2 separate regions of the Danio rerio genome follow, and region 2 is linked to region 1. The links are chromatin contacts, called in public Hi-C maps. All regions are on one chromosome and are shown on one strand. Each heading gives the region's core, a stretch centred on a gene start, on an enhancer-like site or on the middle of the called end of the contact. The rest is flanking DNA. Distances are from core to core; before and after follow the strand shown.

What was found. Hi-C and Micro-C count contacts between places; a contact is called where the count stands out from the background.
Region 2: a contact with region 1 is called in a Hi-C map of embryo, with 2.5 times the contacts expected there. The contact joins the enhancer-like site here to the promoter of zmp:0000000979 in region 1. A contact is called at or near these places in 2 of 18 Hi-C or Micro-C datasets (caudal fin and embryo).

Annotation. Positions count from the first base shown.
Region 1 is chr9:13,485,849-13,492,580 of GRCz12tu, reverse strand. It overlaps zmp:0000000979, which reads left to right and starts at 2,812. Exons shown (of 29, transcript XM_068223562.2): 1 at 2,812-3,318; 2 at 4,534-4,665; 3 at 4,937-5,206. The coding sequence starts at 4,564.
Region 2 is chr9:13,759,951-13,766,589 of GRCz12tu, reverse strand. No RefSeq gene overlaps it. Among named protein-coding and RNA genes, the nearest start is that of als2a, 12 kb to the left of the region's middle. Within about 2 kb of position 3,754, at least 12 of the 62 cell types and tissues checked have an H3K27ac peak or open chromatin away from gene starts, as enhancers often do.

The DNA.
Region 1 (6,732 bases), core at 1,563-4,062:
ATTTATATGTGAAGATGTGGTTTGGAGCCAGCAGATCGGAGTCATATGTTCTGGGGATGCCCTAGATTAGGTACATTTTGGACCGATATCTTTAAATCATTAACATCTATATGTAAAAGATATGGATCCTAACCTTTTGACTACAATTTTTGGTGCAGTGCTAGAAAAAATGCACCTATCAGCTAATCATGCAATCTCTGCCTTCTCTTCATTATTGGCCATGCCAGATGCCTGATTCTTCTATGGTGGAAAAAAGCAAACCCACCATCCCACAAACCCTGATTTTAGAAGTGTTATCACATCTTAAACTCAAGCACCTTAAATACACCATCTGAGGCTTAACAAAAAAGTTAAGTTAAATTACAAGTTGAGTTAAATTACAGAAATCTACCTAAACATAAAATTTAAGCAAACTTCTGTAATTTAACGTCTGTTATTCAATGGTAAATTTCTGTAATTTAACATTTGTTATTCTGTGGTAAATTTCTGTAATTTAATATCTGTTATTCTATGGTAAATTTATGTATTTAATGTATGTTATGCTATAGCAAATTTCTGTAATTTAATGTATGCTATTCTACAGTAAACTTCTGTAATTTAATGTCTGCTATTCTACAGTAAATTTATGTAATTTAATATATTTTATTCTACAGTAAATTTCTGTAATTTAATGTCTGATATTCTACAGTAAATTTCTGTATTTTAACGTCTGTTATTCTACAGAAAACTTCTGTAATGTAACATCTGTTATTTTATGGTCATTTTCTATAATTTAGCATTTGTTATTCTGCAGCAAATGTCTGTAATTTAACGTCTGTTATTCTCTGGTAAATTTCTGTAATTTAACCTCTGTTATTCTATGGTAAATTTCTGTAATTTAACGCATGTTGTTCTACGATAAATTTCTGTAATTTAGCTCCTGTTATGCTATGGTAAATATTTGTAATTTAACGTCTGTTATTCTACGGTAAATTTCTGCAATTTAACATTTGTTGTTCTACGGTAAATTTCTGTAATTTAACATCTGTTATTCTGTGGTAAATTACTGTAATTTAACGTCTGTTATTCTATGGTAAATTTCTGTTATTTAACGTCTGTTATTGTTAAGTAAATTTCTGTAACTTAACATCTGTTATTCTATGGTACATTTTTATAATTTAACGTATATTATTCTATGGTAAATTTCTGTAATTTAACATCTGTTATACTGTAGTAAATTACTGTGATTTAACATATGTTATTCTGTGGTAATTTAACATCTGTTATGCTATGGTAAATTTCTGTAATTTAACGTCTATTATTTTATTGTAAATTTATGTAATTTAACGTCTGTTATTCTAAAGCAAATTTCTGTAATTTAGCGTCTGTTATTCTACAGCAAATTTCTGTAATTTAACGTCTGTTATGCTACAACAAATTTCTGTAATTTAGCATCTTTTATGCTATGGTAATTTTTTGTAATTTAGCATCTGTTATTCTACGGCAATTTTTTGTAATTTAACATCTGTTATTTTACAGCAAATTTCTGTAATTTAATGTCTGTTATTCTATGTTAAATTTCTGTAATTTAACACCTGTTGTTCTACGGTACATTTCTGTAATTTAGCTCCTGTTATGCTATGGTAAATATCTGTAATTTAACGTCTGTTATTCTACGGTAAATTTCTGTAATTTAGCGTGTGTTATTCTATGGTAAATTTCTTTAATTTATCATCTGTTATTCTACAGTAAATTTCTGTAATTTAACGTCTGTTGTTCTATGGTAATTTTCTGTAATTTAGCATCTATTCCACAGCAAATTTCTGTAATTTAGCGTCTGTTATGCTATGGTAAATTTCTGTACTTTAACGTGTTATTTTATGGTCATTTTCTGTAATTTAACAGCCGTATTTTAATGCTGCCAGAAAAATAACATAAATTTATGTATTTTTTTACAGTGTGTTAAAAATGTTGTTCAATATGTGTGTTGTGAGAAAATTAAATACTATACAAAATCAATAAAAATATTGGATAAAAGATTGATGAAATCAGAGACCATCTTTGGAATCCAAATGAAGATATTTCAGAAAAAATCCGAGAGCTCTCTTATCCTCCATAGCCAGCAGTTGTCCCAAGACATTCAACAGTTTGGTGTGCCAAAAAAAACTGTAAATATGACTTTGTTTGCCGTTGTCTTCTCTTCCGTGTCAGTTTTTTATGGTACAAGTATACTACTGGCAGCACAATGTATTTCCAGCACAACATTCAAGCATTGTATTGCCTGTAGTAAACGCGCACCCTGACCTAAGACATACAACATTAGCAAAACATTACCAAAGATGTTTTTTTGCTTTATCAGCAGCTCACAAAAGTGTTCATGGAGCTTTATAAGGTTACATTTGAACCACTAAAAATAACATAGAATGTTTTAAATATGTTGTTCAAACATGTTACAATGTTGGAAACCGGTAACCATTGGGTTTCATATTTGTTTTTTATACAATGGCTGTCAATTTTTACAGGTTTCCAACATTCTTCAAAATATCTTAATTTGTGTTCAACAGAACAAAGAACTCAAACTGGTTTCAAACAAGTGAAGAGTGAGTAAATGATGACCATTTTGGGGTGAACTATCTCTGTTAGCATTAACAAAATGAGACCTAAATCTACAGTTTTCCCCAATATGCTGATCCCAAACATGTTTGTTAGACACAATAACACCTGCTGTCACACACCACGCAATAACCTCACCCCCCCCACCCCACCCCACTCTCCACCTTTCTTTCAATGTCTCGTATGTTTTTGTTTCTCAAACTGTCACGGTATCCTGTCACATTACTTAAGGACATCCTGCAGGTCTTTTAGTCATACATTTGAACAATTTCTCCCGTCAGTTTGATTGATGGAGGGGTTTTCTGTAAAGGAAGCAAAAATCTGCTTCTCGCGGCTCAGTCAATAACACTATAATTAGGGATGTACTATCCTGAGCATATGACAGGATGAGTCCCTGGCTCAAGTTATTCACAAAAGCTCTCATTTAGCATTTGTTTGTATTTTTGGCAGGTTTAGCAAAGGTAGTCAGAGTTGCTGGTCTGACCAGGAGGGGGTAATTGCTTGGTTGCAACCAAGGCAACATGAAAACAGTGCTGTAGAGAGGAGCTGTGAAGAACCTGGCAACAGAAAAAACTCAGCAAACACAGACATTCACAACATGGGACGAAATTGCTCTATAGCATGTAAAAAGCAGCGGGTGGGGATGCTGAGCGAACAAGCAAATGCATTCTGAATTAAAGCAAAATGCTCAATGAGGAGACGAGCCCTGCGACACAATCAACAACAGTGAGTATAAATGTGTTGAACAACTGTGGAAAATGCTGACTCCGCTTTGCTTAATTTATGCTGTTTCAGGTTCTTTGAAACTAAGAAACAAAAAACACTACAATGCAATAATTTTAAAGTAATAACAAACATGATTTATTTTAGTTTCCCAAAAAAGCCTTTCCATTGACAGTATATTACCTTTCGGTTTTCACTCTTAAATGTATGGCTTTTTTGGTGGTGATGGTCCCACAAAGAATATTTTTACACCTATGGAATCTTTTATTTTATTAAAAGGTTCTTTACACTTTTAATAAACAGACCCGTAGCCTGGGGAGGTTGGGTGGTTCGAAAGACCCACTCCCCCACTGACAAAGGTTCAGAATTTGTCCCATACATGGGCTCATTTGTTCAATTTTGACTGCTAAGCCATTAGATTGTGAAAATAACCCATCAAAAGCTTTAGGACCTAGTGGAATCGGATGGAAGTGAGGTCATCTTACTGACCCTAAAAGAAAAAAATGACCAATTTTTAATAGTAAGGCTGTTGCTGTTATTCTTGAATTTTCAAATGTACTTCATTTACAAAAGAGTAATTAAAAATCGTTTAGCGCTACATTACTATTATTATTATTATTATTATTATTATTATTATTATTATTATTATTATTATTATTATTATTACTATTATTATTATTATTCATTAATTTATTCATTTATTCATTTTCTTGTCGGCTTAGTCCCTTTATTAATCCGGGGTCGCCACAGCGGAATGAACCGCCAACCTAGTTTTTTACGCAGCGGATGCCCTTCCAGCTGCAACCCATCTTTGGGAAACATCCACACACACATTTACACACACAGTCATTAACTACGGACAATTTAGCCTACCCAAATTCACCTGTCTTTGGACTGTGGGGGTAATCGGAGCCCCAAGGAGGAAACTCACGCGAACGCAGGGAGAACATGCAAACTCTCTCTCTCTCTCTCTCTCTCTCTCTCTCTCTCTCTCTCTCTATATATATATATATATATATATATATATATATATATATATATATATATATATATATATAGTTTTTTACACTACAACGAAACACCCTGTCTTCATGAAACCCTTTAGTATATGCCAATAAATAACCTTTATTTTATGCATTACAGTTGCAGCACTATCAATTTTACAAAGTTGAACTCAATTTGAAGTGATTTTAAAAACTATGATCACTTTTTTTTCAGCATTCATTTTAAAGAGCATTCAACTCCACAATGAAAGATTTTGTCCTGTCATTGTTGAGTCGTGGGTATGCCCAGTTTGTGCCAGCTGAAGACGGTCATGATGGAAGACTGGAGGTCTGTTTTGAACCAGAGGTAAGCGTTTCTGAAGCCAAATTTACACGGCATATGTTTGAAAGTAGAATTTGTTTGTCTTGACACAGACTGTTTTAATGCAGCTCTGAGCTGGCATGAATGAATTTACACAGAAATTACAGCAGTATAAACTGGCACAATGGCCTGAAATGGGTCAAAGTAGTTTCATTTAGCAGTTTTTACACAGAATCGAGATCAGACATACAAACGGTTTGTTTATTTGAATGCACTCAAAAAAAAGTCAATGAAAACAGGGTCTTTTCGAAACTAGGACTACTTTAACTGGAAATCCCAGCCTCCCCTGCTGCGTCTCACCAGGAGTGGACATTTTTTTGGAGGCCTGGAGCCGGTACCTCCTAAGACCTACAGTACGAGAAGAGGACCTCTTATTCTGTATTCAGAAGATCTGGCACACGCATATCAATCTGGCCAGGTGAAGAGGAAGAGGAAGGCTCAGAGCTGCCCAAAACAGGAAGTTGAGAAGCAGCTGCACACACTGCAAGACCTGACTGGAGCGATTCTGGCCTTTGGAAAAAAGAAGGTACTTTTGTGAAGTAGAGTAGCGGTTCTAAAAATGTAAACATGTACAACAAATGTTACTACTTTTACCAATATAAGCTCATTCTGAAAACGTAGCCCTATATACATTTCTATAGATCACAAATTATGTTGCCAGAGCTGCGTTTGGCTGCATTTAAACTTTAAAACAAAGGCTATGGGGCAGTATGACCCTCTGGCACTTACCAGATTACCGCCTATCTCCGTATGGATGGCTTTTCCACTGTTACCAGTTTGTCGGTAGCTCGACATGTATGTTGTCAAACTTGATAAGCAGGGCTGAGTTGACCATGACAACAGGGTTCCAGTTCCATGAAGAACAGTTCCAGAAAGGTAAGACAAAAACAGAAGCCAAAAAATAAAACACACAAGTAAAAAAAACAGGGTGAGAATGTGGTAAAATCTGAAAACATGGTAAAAATCAGGGGGCTTTTCTTTTTCTGGATTGTTTTTTTTAAACACTATCATTTGGATTAGGGAAGGAGATGGGGTGGTCAATCGGTGCTTTTGAAAACACTATTGGTTGGGTTTAAGGAAGGAGGAGGGTGGGTCAGTTGATCAGTTGATCAGTCGATCAGTCAGTCATTCAGTCAGTAGACACTCGGTAGCGGCCTACAAATTTGAGATCTGAAAAAGTGTACACAGCCCCCTCTGTTGGATTCACAAAAACTGCAAAAAAAAAAAACGTAGCTCCTGGGACATATTTTGTCTTTCATACAGGTGCACAAAAACAACTAAAAGCACCTTATGATGTATGTCAGGCTAATAAAGCTGGTTGTCACCATGTAAAGAAATACACAAAAACCCTCCTGTATCCTGCCATTGCTGTTTTAGTTGGCAAGTGCTCATGCATTATGTGTGCATAATGTCATCATTTTGCTATTGTGTTTGTTCATTTTATTCATTAATTTTCTTGTCGGCTTAGTCCCTTTATTAATCCGGGGTCGCCACAGTGGAATGAACTGCCAACTTATAGAGCAGGTTTTTACGCAGCGGATGCCCTTCCAGCCGCAACCCATCTCTGGGAAACATCCACACTCACATTCACACACACACACTCATACACTACGGACAATTTAGCCTACCCAATTCACCTGTACTGCATGTCTTTGGACTGTGGGGGAAACTGGAGCACCCGGAGGAAACCCACACGAAGGCAGGGAGAACATGCAAACTCCACACAGAAACACCAACTGAGCCGAGGTTCAATCCAGTGACCCAGCAACCTTCTTGCTGTGAGGCAACAGCACTACCTACTGCGCCACTGCCTCGCCATATGTGTTTGTGTATTTAAAAAAAGATATAGGTAAAGTTTTTAAAAACTGCTCGTTAAAACTTATTTTTAACAGTGTAAATTTGTGTAGGCTCGTCAAACAGTGGTGGTGTGTTAATATATGATGGAATTTGAAATATGGTTAATGTGTATTGTTTTTCATACCAACAAGCATTTATGGTAGACCAAAAATAACAAGTATAATAATTAAAAAATAAATAAATAAATTATATATA
Region 2 (6,639 bases), core at 2,505-5,004, 270 kb before region 1:
ATAAGAAACTGATTTCTAGTGACAGTTATAATTTTTTAAACTTTAAAATATTATTGAAAAGAGACAGCTGGAGACCCATATTTTTAGGTTAAAGAGCAACATGTGGCTTCCAAGCCATTGTGGTTCCCTACCACTACTTTAAGAAAATAGGAAAAAAAAGTTCCCCTTTTGTTTCCAGTGCAGCTATTTTTGACCTGAACACAAGAGTGATTAAAGGCTTATTTACAACAATGGAAGCAATGGCGTATTTATCACTTTGCTTGATTCCAGTTCACAATCTCTGGTGTGCAGCGCATTTAACGGCTGCGTGATGCAATAACCACGGGAGACATCATTTCGACAAACGCTGCTCTAAGCAAAGTGAGTGATGCTCTGAATGCTCTGATCCTGCTCGTTTCCATCATTCTGCAGGCAGAGGAAGCAGCTGGGTTCAGAAGAGCACAGAGGTCTCTTTGGGGAACCAGGGGAAAAAGATCCAGGCCTCTACACCCATCACAGTCCCACCGTGGAGGATCACTGATCAAAGCCAGACATGTGGAGCGGTGTGATGGGCAGAGGGAAATGAGCTGGGTTTGCATGTTACGGATGGGGGTGAATGATGATCCGCGTCAGGCCCTGAACGAAGAGGGGGTTGAAGGATGAGAGCATAGGGGTAACGCAGGGGCCTCAGTGCAACAATACAGGGACAAATGTTAGGAGACGGCTAGTAGTAATGGCTTTACCATGTGTTAAGCAAAAGGGCAATGGTGATTGATAGTGCAATCATTTTTTACAATAAACTATTCTATATAATTTAATGATGTGTGTACATTAATTATCTCAAATGTTTCCAACTATGTGTAAATTCACAGAAATTTGTGCAACACATGCTCATTTTGAAAACATAGCCCTATATACATGTCTAGAGATCACAAATTATGTAGTTAGAAGTACATTAAAACAAACACTATGGGGCGATATAGCACTGTTACGGTTTTTGCTTACCAACTGACTGCTTACCTCCGTATGGACGGAATTTTCACTGGTACCAGTTTGTCCGGTAGCTCGACATGTATGACAGCGGACTTGAGACGCAGAGTAAAGTTGACAATGCGGTTTGAGTCTGGTGAAGGACGGTTCCAGAACGCAGATAAGACAAAAATAAAAGACAAAAAATTAATAAAACAAGTAAATAACAGGGTGAGATTGTGGTAAAATCTTAAAACGAGGTAAAAATCATATCAAACACTGTTGATTGGGATTAGGGAAAAGGGTGGTCACTGGTCAATCGGTGCTTTTTAAAACACTATTGGTTGGGTTTAGGGAAGGGGGAGGGTGGGTCAGTCGATTAGTCTGTCATACAGTCAGAAGACAGTAAGTCAACAGCGACCTCGGGTGGATTTAAGTGAGAACAGCAGGTTCGAATAGCACTCGTGAGAGAAATTTGAGATCTAAAAAAGTGTACACAGCGCCCTCTGGTGATTTTCGCAAAAACAAAAACTTAAAAAAAACATAGCTCCTGAGACGTATTTTGTTCTCTCCTTAAATGTATATAGAGGTTTCATTATCAGAATGGGCCTGGGTTGAATTTGTGGTTCTTTATCTTTATTATTTCCACTGGCAGTGAAGGTGAATTGGACAACTCCCATGGTTCCGTGCTCTTTCACAGCTTCACTAAGCTACAGTATGTCTTTGTTATTGTATTGATCCAACAACCTACAGCAAGGAATATAACATTTTAACAAACTTGAGGATTTTTGCACTAAAGGAGCTTTTTTTACCGATTGTACAGCTACTAGCAAATGTAGAAAGCTTTTTTGCATCTTCATACCACACAAACTGAGGAAGATATTAGTTCTAGAAATGCCATTTGGGGGAAATAAATTGGCTACTTCAGAGGATCTAACTTCACACAATATAGGAACTACAGTACCGCTAATTGTTTAAATGCATGTCATTTGAATCTTTTCATCATTTGAATAGAACATTCTAATTAAGATTCAGTTAACATTTTAAGAGGGCGAGGCAGTGGCGCAGTATACTGTAACCTCACAGCAAGAAGGTGGCGTTGGCGTTTCTGTGTGGAGTTTGCATGTTCTCCCTGCTTTCGCGTGGATTTCCTCCGGGTGCTCCGGTTTCCCCCACAGTCCAAAAACATGTGGTACAGGTGAATTGGGTAGGCTAAATTGTCTGTAGTGTATGAGTGTGTGTGTGAATGTGTGTGTGGATGTTTCCCAGAGATGGGTTGCAGCTGGAAGGGCATCCACTGCATAAAAACTTGCTGGATAAGTTGGCGATTCATTCCGCTGGGGCGACCCCGAATCAATAAAGGGATTAAGCCGACAAGAAAATGAATGAATGAATTAACATTTTAAGAACATTATTATAACATGGGACTGAAATGGTCATTCATTCATTTTCTTGTCGGCTTAGTCCTTTTATTAATCCAAGGTCGCCTTAGCGGAATGAACCGCCAACTTATCAAGCAAGTTTTTACGCAGCGGATGCTCTTCCAGCCGCAACCCATCTCTGGGAAAGGACTGGAATGTTCTTTTTTTTAAATAGCATTCTTTAATTTTTTATACTTATTTTTAGTATTTTTGCCTTTATTATGGTTGGACAGTACACTGAGTAAGAAAAGTCGAGACTCAGTTTCGGTATGCTATATGTTATAAACATTATAATAACATTCTTATAACCAAACAATAATGTTAATACATCTTTAAAATTTGTATGATTTAAATCCTCTTTAAGATTTCCACTATAACCTTTTAAATAGAATTTTGATTCTTAAAACATTAATGTAATGTGAATGTGAATACGAAGCTTCAAATGACACTTGATAACATCAATTTAGCATGAAACAAACTTTATAATTTATGACTTTATAAAAACAAAAATAATTTCAACTCTGTGCATCACCTAAAAACTGTTTTGAATATTCTAAAACATGTTAAAATAATATTTTTATAACTTAATTTGAATAAATAACCTCTTTACACATTTCTGGAAACCGACAAATTGATTTGAAATGGATTTTACCACATTTTACCACATCCTCACCCCGCTATTTACTTTATTTTATTTTTTGAATTCTGTTTTTGTCTTTTTTTTTAAATCGTTCTTCTCCAGACTCAAACCCTATGGTCATGGTCATCTCCTCTATGCATCTCAAGTCCGCTGACATACATGGCGAGCTAACTGGAAAAAACTGGTAACAGCCGGATAGCTGTCCATATAAAGGTAAGTGGTCAGCTGTTAAGCGTGAAAAGAAACGTCATCATACCGTCCCGTAGCGTTCGTTTAAAATATTAAATGCAGCCATATGATCTTCTGGCTACATAATTCACTATCTTTAGAAATGTAAATAGAGCTACGTTTTCAGAATGAGCCTACTGTATGTTGCAACCTATTGCAACAAGCTTTTTGGCATGTTTATATCACAGGAACTGGGAATGATTTTAGTAGAAATGCCATTTGATGGGAACTAAACTGGCTCCTACGTCATTTACAGGGGTGAAAATGACATATGAAACATTGGTATATTATTATAAAAGCATTACATGGCATAAACAGAAAGCTAATGTTAGCCACATGTACCTGTTTCCTTTTTGTCTGTTTGTCCAAACAATGGAAGATTTTTTGGGGAAAACTTATTTACTGATGTTCTTTTTTGTTACACTTGAGGATTATATGGAGAACGCTGCTGGAGGAAGGCAGAGGGACGGTCTCCTGATAAATGCGGCGGACTGAACAGCCCTCACATGCCTGAGCAGGAAATGAGAAACAGGTGCACAGATGAAAGAGGAGATTCTACAGAGGGCCCCCCAAAAAAGAGGAGGCCTCAACCCTGCTTCGCCTTCCTCTTTCCCTCACAAACACACACGTCTCCCTGAAAGACGGCTGTGCGAAATCACCTGTCATACACACTAAGTCTCTCTTGCTGAGCCGACATGTAACTTGAGAATATTGAATGTTGCCCCATACAGTATATTGGTCTTTTTATATTGGAGTTTTTACCAAGGGAAAACTTTTCTGTCTCCTCTTGCTATCTTCTCTACCTGCGTTGGCCATATTATATGTTTGACTCAAGCCATATGTGCTATGATTTGGACTGCTCGAGGCAGAGTCGTACTTTAAGTTTAAATGATCCGTCCTAAATCATTACTTCCTGTAAAGCCAGAGTCTCCTACTGAATAGTTAGGAGTCATGTTAAGCCTTATCTCGTTAGTTGATTGTTGTGAGTTATGAAAGGTCTTTACAAGAACCACATGAAATTTGATAATATCCACACAGTCAGTTTGATCGTGCTGAGGCAACGATTTTGAATATGTTTTTAGCAATTTTAGAGAAGATAATGTTACTTTTTATATTTGCAGAGGTACATCCAGTGTAATCTTATTTTATCTCTATTGAATAAAAATGGCTAATGTTTGTAGGTTTAGGGGTGAGCAAAGCACAGAGGGTTAGAAACATTTCCACACATGCTATTTTATAGAATGTATCGTATGTACTTGCTGCCATATTAACAACAACAACATCAAAAAATTCAGTATTTCATGTTTATTTAAAAGTAATTTAGACAAACTGGAGTGAGTCTGTTGTTTATAAGGTTTAAACAGTTCTTTCACTTTTGTGTAAATGAAAAAATTTATTATTTTATTATTAACTATGGGCGTCATGTTGGCGCAGTGTGTAGCACGATCACCTCACAGCAAGAAGGTCGCTGGTCCAAGTCCTGGCTGGGTCAGTTGGCATTTCTGTGTGGCGTTTGCATGTTCTCCCTGTGTTCGCATGGGTTTCCTCCTGGTGCTCCGATTTCCCCTACAGTCCAAAGACATGTACTTTATTGTATTGTAATGATTTTTGGCATAAAAGAAAAATTATAATAATAAATAAATGTCTACACTGTGGCTCAGTGGTTAGCACTGTCACCTCACAGCAAGAAGGTCACTGGTTTGAGTCCCGGCTGGGTCAGTTGGCATCTCTGTGTGCATGTTCTCCCTGTGTTAATGTGGATTTCATCCGAGTGCTCTGGTTTCCCCCACAGTCCAAACACATGCACTATAGTTGAATTCGATAGACTAAACTGACTGAAGTGTATGTTAGTGAATGAGAGTGTATGGGTGTTTCCCTGTTATAGGTTGCTACTGGAAGGGCATCTGCTGCGGTTTACATATGCTGGAATAGTTGGTGGTTCATTCGACTGTAGCAACCCCTGATTAATAAAGGGACTAAACCTAAAAAAAAATTCATTCATTCTATTGTCGGCTTAGTCCCTTTATCAATCCGGGGTCGCCACAGCAGAACGAACCGCCAACTCATCCAGCAAGTTTTTACGCAGCGGATGCCCTTCCAGCCGCTACCCATCCCTGGGAAACATCCACAAACACATTCACACACACACTCATACACTATGGACAATTTAGCCTACCCAATTCACCTGTAACGCATGTCTTTGGACTGTAGGGGAAACCATAGCACCCAGAGAAAACCCAAGCAAAGGCAGGGAGAACATGCAAACTCCACACAGAAACACCAACTGAGCCGAGGTTCGAACCAGTGACCCAGCAACCTTCTTGCTGTGAGGCGACAGCACTACCTACTGCGCCACTGCCTCGCCCCTAAAAGAAAACGAATGAATTAATTAGATATTGATATTAAATAGTATTTGATATTATTTGATATTAAATAATACTTAAATCTCTCACCTATCTCCTTCTCTCACCCACACATTGCATATAGATATTTTACTTTTTTTTTTTTTTGTAAGGGCGACGGAGTGGTGCAGTAGGTAGTGCTGTTGCCTCGCAGCAAGAGGGTTGCTGGTTTGAGCCTCGGCTGGGTCAGTTGGCGTTTCTGTGTGGTGATTGCATGTTCTCCCTGCGTTCATGTGGGTTGCCTTCGGGTGCTCTGGTTTCCCCCACAGATTTTTCCAAGAGATGGGTTGCGGCTGGAAGGGCTTCCGCTGCATAAAAACATGCTATATAAGTTGGTGGTGATTCCACTGTGGCGACCCCGGATTATTAAAAGGACTAAGCCGAAAAAGAAAATGAATGAATGAATAAGTCGTAAATTTATCAAATATTCTTAGATGGTTTTATATTGTATGTATATCAGGTCTCATTATACAAAAAGCTACATACAATAAAACTATAGTTTTGGAACATTAGAAAACTTATATTTATCTTGTAATGCATTTTTTCCCTTTGTTTTGTTGTGCTAAAAATGTGATCGGTGAATGTTTTTTTTTGTGTGAATATTACATAGTAAATGACCTGTAATAAATTCGGATGATGAAAAGTTTTTTCAGCAACAAAATGAAATGAAAAGGATTTTCAGCAACAAAAGCTCATGTGCAAACCAGTTTCCTCTAGAGAAGTTGAAGCGTTGTTCTGTTCTGTCCACCTCATTATTTTCACATTTGGAATGCACATCTGCGGTTGATATGACATTTAGACATGATTAAAGCTGGGGTGGTATGAGCAGTACTTCCCTCATGCTCCAGTGACCCGCAATGCTCAAGAACTCCATCCAAACTTGTAAACCTCCGGTCCAAACCCTCTTTTGCCTGAGCTCTGGGCTTTTATGAGGTTGTCAGGTGGTGTGTGCGCTGTGTGAGAACAGGATTGTGCCAGTACAGGGATTGAATCGAGCACA